Linked DNA regions of Pan troglodytes: region 1 is linked to region 2. The links are chromatin contacts, called in public HiChIP or PLAC-seq maps. All regions are on one chromosome and are shown on one strand. Each heading gives the region's core, a stretch centred on a gene start, on an enhancer-like site or on the middle of the called end of the contact. The rest is flanking DNA. Distances are from core to core; before and after follow the strand shown.

Region 1 (3,501 bases), core at 417-2,916, 530 kb after region 2:
ATGAATACATAGTATTATGTATGTATTCATAGTTAAGAAATCCAGGACTTAGCAAAGCCCAGTTTTTCTAGGGACTGTCTTCCTTCCATGGCTATGAGAAAGGGTGCTGAACTGAAGACCATTTCCATGGCCACACGGACCTAAGCATTTAGGTTATTTCATACTTCCCTTCTCTGTGTGGCAGGGGAAGCCAACTTAAGCCGTTATATACAATAGTTGGAATGATCTTTTTAGAACTATCTACCCTTCTCCAGTGGTCAAGGACAAGCCTTAGCCAAAACAAGTGACGGGAAAGACAAAGTCTGCAGGACAACCTACCGCTACTGAAAGTTCTACTTTGCAATAGGTCCTTCTTGGAGTACAATGCATTTAACAACTTTACCCTCCAACAGGGAGGAGTCATTCAGCTCGTAGGCTAAGGGATCCTGCCCGCATCAGCACACGTGGTCCAGAGCCCTAAGACTTCAGACCTAAGACCAGATATCGGCCCAGGATCCTGGTGAGAGAACTACCGGCGCCAAGGCCACAGAATCCCAGGGGGGCTGCCCCCCAGCACTGAGAAGTGGAGTGTCCCAAAGCTGCCCTGGAAACGGCCTTGGGCCTTGTGGTTCTTGCACAACTCCCACCTCCCCCTACAGACAACTGACAGTCACCTACTTCACCTTCCCCCATGGAGAGCCCCGGTTTAAGACCGAACATTAAAGCTTAGGGACTGTCTGTGGTGGGTGGAGCTCCAGAGTACAGGGTAGGAGGATGACTGTGCAGGAGGATTCAAGTTCAGGACGGGGTGGTGGCGGATGGAGTTCCAGGTGTGGAGGCTCAGAGTCCAGATGACCCAAAGGGTTTAGGAAGGAGGGAGGATGGAGTTTGGGACTAAGAGGCTCATGAAGTTCAGATCTGTGGTGGGGGGAGGAGTCGGTTGAAGTCCAGGATAAGGGAGTCTGGGTGCTAGGGGATAGATTTTGGATCTGGGACTACTGGGGGCTGGAGTCAAACCAGGCTACATTTCGGGTCGGGGCACGGAGCCAAGGAGGGAGCTAGGGCAGGCTAAGGCTGGGCTCGGTGGCCCTGGCGAGGTCACGCACAGCTCTGGGAGTCGAAGCCGTCCCCAGTGATGGTGAGCAACTCCAGCTCCTTAATCCGGATCTCCAGCTCGCAGAGCTCCTCCGGGTGGGAGGCAGAGGCGAGCCTGGGGGTCGAGGGGCAGGGGACCAGGGGCGAGGCAGCCACCTCAGGCCCCGGCGGCGGCGAGTAGAAGAAGCGCAGAGGCTCATAGGGGATGGAGGCCAGGCCGGAGGGCCAGGGCGAGGGCCAGGGGCGCTCGCCGGAGGGACCCAGGCCGGGTGGTGGCGGGGGCGGGGGCGCCGGGGCGGGGAGCGCCTGGGACAGGGACCGGGCCCCCGCCGCCCCGCCCACTGGCGCCCCGCCCGCCTTCAGCGGCACGAAGAGCTTCTTCCAGATGTTGAAGTCGCTGAGCGGGGACGAGGAGATGCCGCGGTCGTACAGGGACGGGAAATAGAGGGGCGGAGCCGACCGCTGGCTCATGGTGGGGCTGTGGCTGCCGCGCCGCCCCTTTGGCATCGTTTGAATGAGGGTCTGCGTGGGAGGAACCCCGCGCCGGGAGACGCGCGCTCAGGCCCCGAGTCGCCGGGGTTTCGAGGTTCCACAAGCCCCGCCCCGATGGAGCGCGGCCCCACCCTTTCGCCTCAGCCCCGCCCCTAACAGGCGGGGTTCCAAAGCCCGGACGACCACGTCCCGGAACGTGGCCCCGCCCACCGGCGGCTGGCCGCGCCCCGCAGTTCGAAAGCCACGCCCCCTGGCTCGCCTCGCCTCGCCTCCCGTCCCTCGACTCCGCCCACCGCCTCGCTCTTGCTCTGCGACGCCGCTGGCTTCCGTTGTCATATCCCAGCATACCCTCATCCAGAACAGGCAGCGGGCCAGGGCTGCGGAAGAAGGCTTACTTCAGGCTTCCTCTCTTTCTCCCATGAGGGAGAAAAGTATTTCCTAGAAACCTGGCCCCTGCACCAGCAGACTTACCTCATTGCCTCACTGGCCGCGCCCACAGCAAAGAAGTCTGAGAAAATCAGTGTCTGATTTTTCATCCACTACTGTGGGAGGCAGACAAAGGAGAAGAGGATTGATTGGGAATGGCTGTTAGAGCCAACCCATGTATCTGCCAAACGTTAGCAGTGTTGAGGAAGATTCTAGAAAAGGGGATCCTCATCTGGTTTGTAATAGATCTGAAGGAGTGTTTTCAGTGAAATGCAGTTTAGTTCTCTTCCAAACACAGATACCACCAGGAGCTAACAGGCAACGAGCTAACCACCAAAAGGAAATCCTGTCCGCCCTACCTCAAATACTTCACCCATTGCTTATGAGCGATTTGGACATTTTGTCCAAAGGACATGACAGCTCATTTATGTGAGTAACCTGTATTAGCCATAGACTGAGGGGAAATAACTAATACATTTTCTTGAGAGCCTCTGCCTAATGATCACTGGTATGAATAGTGATGGGTGGAGGGCAGTTAAAGAGTCAGTATCAGCTTCACAAGTTAAATATATATATGCATATATATCTGCACACACAGTGCAAACTGTGTGTGTGTGTGTGTGTGTGTGTGTGTGTGTGTAGCAGCAAAGTGGAGAGAGTCAGATATTCAAGCTGGGTAGCCTTGGACAAGTTGCTTGACTTTTGTAGGTTTTCTATAAAATAGAAATAAGAAAACCAGGCTGCCTCATAGGGTTGTGATCAAACAGAAGACGGAACAGTGTGTGTGTGAAACACTTGAACTTGGACACTTTGTCCAAACACAAGAGGCAGCTGTCCCTATTAAGGGGCATGTCTGAAACTGGGAAGCTTTTTCTTCCCACACTGAGCTTCCCACACTTAGTTGTCACACGCAGTATTTGCTCTCTGACTTTGGCAGCCACCCATCATTGTTTATTCATACCAGTGATCACTAGGCTGAGGCTCTCAAGAAAATGTATTTCCCCTCAGTCTATGGCTAATACAGGCCATGTGCGATAGCTCAGCACCCAGCCTGTAATCCCAGCACTTTGGGAGTCTGAGGTGGGATCTCTTGAGGCCAAGAGTTTCAGAACAGCCAGGGGCAACATAGCGAGATTCTGTCTCTACAAAATAATTTTAAAAATTAACCAGGTGTGGTGGCATTTGCCTGGAGCCACTCAGGAGCTAAAGTGGGAGGATTTCTTGAACTAAGGAGGCTGAGGTTGAGGCTGCGGTGAGCCACAATCATAGCACTGCACTCCAGCCTGGGTGACAAGGCAGGACCCTGTCTCAAAATAAATAAAATAAAAAATACCCTTATCTTCCATTAGTTTCCCCCATATATTTAACTTCCCATAATTTACTGCCCCCAGAAGCTCAAACCTCTTTTCCTTTGTCTTATCACTTTTCTACAATCGCCCATTGTTAAAATTGTATATAAGTTCTCAAGCCACTTCTTTGGGTTTTCACTTTGTTTCTGTAAGAACCCCA
Region 2 (3,692 bases), core at 846-3,345:
AAAAAAAAAAAAAAAAAAAAAAAATTAGCTGGGCATGGTGGCGCGCGCCTGTACTCCCAGCTACTGAGGAGGCTGAGGTGGCAGGATCACAGAGCGCAGGGAGGTCGAAGCTATGGTGAGCTGTGATGGCGTCACAGCACTCTAGTGTGAGTGACAAAGACCCTGTTCTCAATCTATCAGCATGGGGAGATAAAGCAAATATGGCAAGGCTTTCAACTGTTGATTCCAGGCGAAGAGTTGTCCTACAGGTGTTCACTGCACTTTTCTTTCAACTTTTCTCTATGTTCTAAACTTTGCACAATAAAACCTTTGGGGGAAATTATTTTTCTATAAATTTTCACCACCATCTGTCCCACTGAAACACCACAGTTCTAAAACATTCAAGAGGTCATGGTAACATTTCCGTGTCTTTGTAATTTTAGATAAATTCTAAGAATTAACAATGAATTTCGAAAACTTTCAATGAAACCTCAGTTCATTAGTCCTTCACTTTCAGATGACAAATACTAGATCAGAAAAGGGGTAAACAGTTTTGATACAGTAATTTTAAGACTTCGCATGCTTGGGCATGCTAACACTATGTAAAATGTAAATAGTGCGAAGATTTCTGGACTGAAACCAGTCCTCGGGCAAACACAAAACAATTTAATCAAACTGCCGACATAATGAAATCTACAGTCTTAGACTATGCAATAGAACGCTCCTATTTTGCCTCATCTCTGTCAACCTCCAATAACATCTTCCACGTTATAAGCTAGGGAACCTGAAAAACGAAAACCTAAGTGCATGTCGTTGCTATGGCAATGGGAAATTTCAGGAAATTGAGACTGCAGGCTACCTAGCCTCCATTTTAGAAACTGTATTTATCTAAACACACCAGGACTTATATCGAAAAACACATTTAATGGCATTTTTCATAACTATTTAGCTTCCTCTTTCACACTAAAAGGTAAATACTATCCTACAAAATTCTGAATACAAAGAGCAAAAGAAACAAATCACACTGATCTAACCTAAAAGTGTGAATTTTAAAATATTTAGTTGTCACTCATATTTACTATTAAAACAGATGCTTTTATTTACAGTGGCCAAAACAGACTTCTCATTTTCAACTTATACCTGCAATGTTTATGTAGCTGGAAAAATGAAAACGAAATGTGACTAAAAGAAAAGAAAACGAAAGAAAGCCACAAAATTCCCAAAACCTCAGCATAACTTGCTTCTTTCTTCACTCGCTCTCATTAAGTCTTAATTCTCCAGATTAGCTTTGTCTCAAATATTTCTCAAACTAGTAACCTATTTCTGGGTACAGTATATTTGGCGGGGTAAAAGAAACACTGTCAAGTTTTTCTAAAACGTCGGGTGCACGTTAAAATAATTCCTATCCACTCTAATACCAAAACGATATCAAAGGAAAGCATCCCATCTGGAGTAGTCCCATGAATCTAAATAGGACGAAGCAGCCTACCGCTATTGTCTAAATCAAGTATTTACTCGTATTCATGCCTAAGAGAGAGAAGTAAAAAAAAAAAAAAATTAAATCTTAGATCTTGCTCCCCATTCCCACCACTCTTCTATATATCCTGCCCCCGGGTTCACTAGACCCAATTCCTTCCTCAGCCGAACATGTCTGGAGCAGTCGGAGGAACAGACGTGGAGAAGAGGTCGCCACGAGGCCCCACCACTCTCCTTCCTCACCTGCTCCGTGGCTCCGTCTCCTGACATGGCCTCAGCTGATTACAACGTGCGCACTGACCGTCGATGGGAAGCTACAAAAGAAAAATTAAACTAAAAACCACCCCCAAATCAGTAAAGTTACCCCCTGCCCAGCTGAGCCAGACCGCCAACACCAATCGCCACCGCCCACTCAGATATGAATTAAAATGGCTGCGCCCCTGCCGGCCGAGGAGGAGGTGTGTGGCTTCCGCATTAACTTCCGGGGCAGTGGGCGGGGCTAATTTCGCGACTCTGGTTATTCCGAGCGTGCAGAAAGCAGCGAGATCCCGGGGCGGGCCCAATTCCTGGGCTGACGTCACTGCCCTGGCTTGGAGAGGCTGTTGCTGAGCCGGCTCCAACCGGCTGGAAGGCGGGAAGCTGTTTCGCCTGGAGGCTCGCGCGCTTTTTGGAATTCAGTTATCAAGCTTTAGAGCCTGGCTACTCACAGTTGAAGCCTGATTGCAGGTCAGCAATGCTAAGCGTTAAATGCCTCTTATATTTAGGGGATAAGGACTCCGTGGAGGTTTTCTCTGGTCCCAGCTCCTGCTTTTTACTTTTCTTGGGGGTGGGAGGGATAGATCAAGCCCCCGTTAATTTTTACTGCCACCGTCGACTCTTGTGTAGAAAGCTTTGAAGTCTGTGAGACCTGGGTTTTCAGCTCAACATCTCAGCATGGTTCCTTGACTGCAAAGTAGGTATAATTGTTTGTAGCCCAGACTGCTTGGATTTTAACGAAGATAAGTAACTCTGGTAATTAAACTTCGTACCTCAGCTTTCTGGCTTATAGATGGGAATAATAATAGTACCTGCAAGTGAAATAAATTATACATAGAAAAGTGTTAGAACAGTACCTGGCATTAAGATTAAATGAGATTGACTGGGGGCGGTGGCCCACGCCTGTAATCCCAGCAGTTTGGGAGGCCAAAACGGATGGATCATTTCAAGTCAGGAGTTCTAGGCCAGGTGCGGTGGCTCACGCCTGAAATCGCAGCACTTTGGGAGGCCGAGGCGGGCGGATCACAAGGTCAGGAGATGAGACCATCCTGGCTAATACGGTAAAACCCCGTCTCTACTAAAAATACAAAAAAAAAAAAAAAAACTTAGCCGGGCATGGTGGCGGGCGCCTGTAGTCCCAGCTACTCCGGACGCTGAGGCAGGAGACTGGCGTGAACCTGGGAGGCGGAGCTTGCAGTGAGCCGAGATCGTGCCACTGCACTCCAGCCTGGGCGGCAGAGCGAGACTCCGTCTCAGAAAATAAATAAATAAAGTCAGGAATTCAGGACCAACCTGGCCAACTTGGTGAAATCTCGTCTCTACCAAAAATACAAAAAAAGTAGCCGGGCGTGGTGGTTTGCGCCTGTAGTCCCAGTTACTCGGGAAGCTTAAGCAGGAGAATCGCTTGAACCCGCGAGGCGGAGGTTGCAGTGAGCCGAGATTCCAGCCTGGACTACAGAGCGAGACTCCGTCTCAAAAAAAAATAAAAAATAAAAAATTAAATGAGATTAAATCTCAAACTGCTCTTCCATTTAAGCGTCATCGTAAGATGTCTGCAAGCATTTCTCGCCTACGGGGGTCCAATGCCCTAAAATAACCTAGTGAACTGTTCCCAGACTCGCCTTATTCTTTTAGGTCTCCTTTCCTCTGCTCAAACTTACACTTACTCCCTTTCCACAGGCTGAAATCTTACCCTTAAAATAATCAGACACATGAGCAAAAGATATGTATTAACAGATGTTCATTGCACCATCCAGCAATGGAGGACTGGTTAAAAATATCACAAGATTTATCTCTGCAATGGAATATCACGCAGCAAACTGATGCTAACGTACGATGACTGACAGAAAGGCAACCACCGTATTAAATGAAGAAAAGCAGAATATGAAAGTGTTTTACGTATATATACTTACCACTTTAGCATCCTAATCTGAAAATCCAAAATCTGAAATACTCCAATGAGCATTTCCTTTGAGAGTCAT

The links. HiChIP or PLAC-seq counts read pairs in DNA pulled down with a chosen protein or histone mark.
Region 1: an H3K4me3 HiChIP or PLAC-seq map of stem cell-derived excitatory neurons shows a contact between it and region 2, with 10 times the contacts expected there. The contact joins the promoter of C9H11orf91 here to the promoter of CSTF3 in region 2. A contact is called at or near these places in 1 of 7 Hi-C or Micro-C datasets (stem cell-derived neural progenitor cells) and 1 of 1 datasets of contacts at active chromatin or transcription factors (stem cell-derived excitatory neurons).

What each region holds. Positions count from the first base shown.
Region 1 is chr9:37,707,162-37,710,662 of NHGRI_mPanTro3-v2.0_pri, forward strand. C9H11orf91 (chromosome 9 C11orf91 homolog) reads right to left here and starts at 1,667. Exons shown (of 2, transcript XM_016920652.3): 1 at 1,086-1,667. The coding sequence starts at 1,581.
Region 2 is chr9:37,171,925-37,175,616 of NHGRI_mPanTro3-v2.0_pri, forward strand. CSTF3 (cleavage stimulation factor subunit 3) reads right to left here and starts at 2,096. Exons shown (of 21, transcript XM_508355.8): 1 at 1,699-2,096. The coding sequence starts at 1,725. LOC134807242 (a long non-coding RNA gene) reads left to right here and starts at 2,016. Exons shown (of 3, transcript XR_010147154.1): 1 at 2,016-2,181.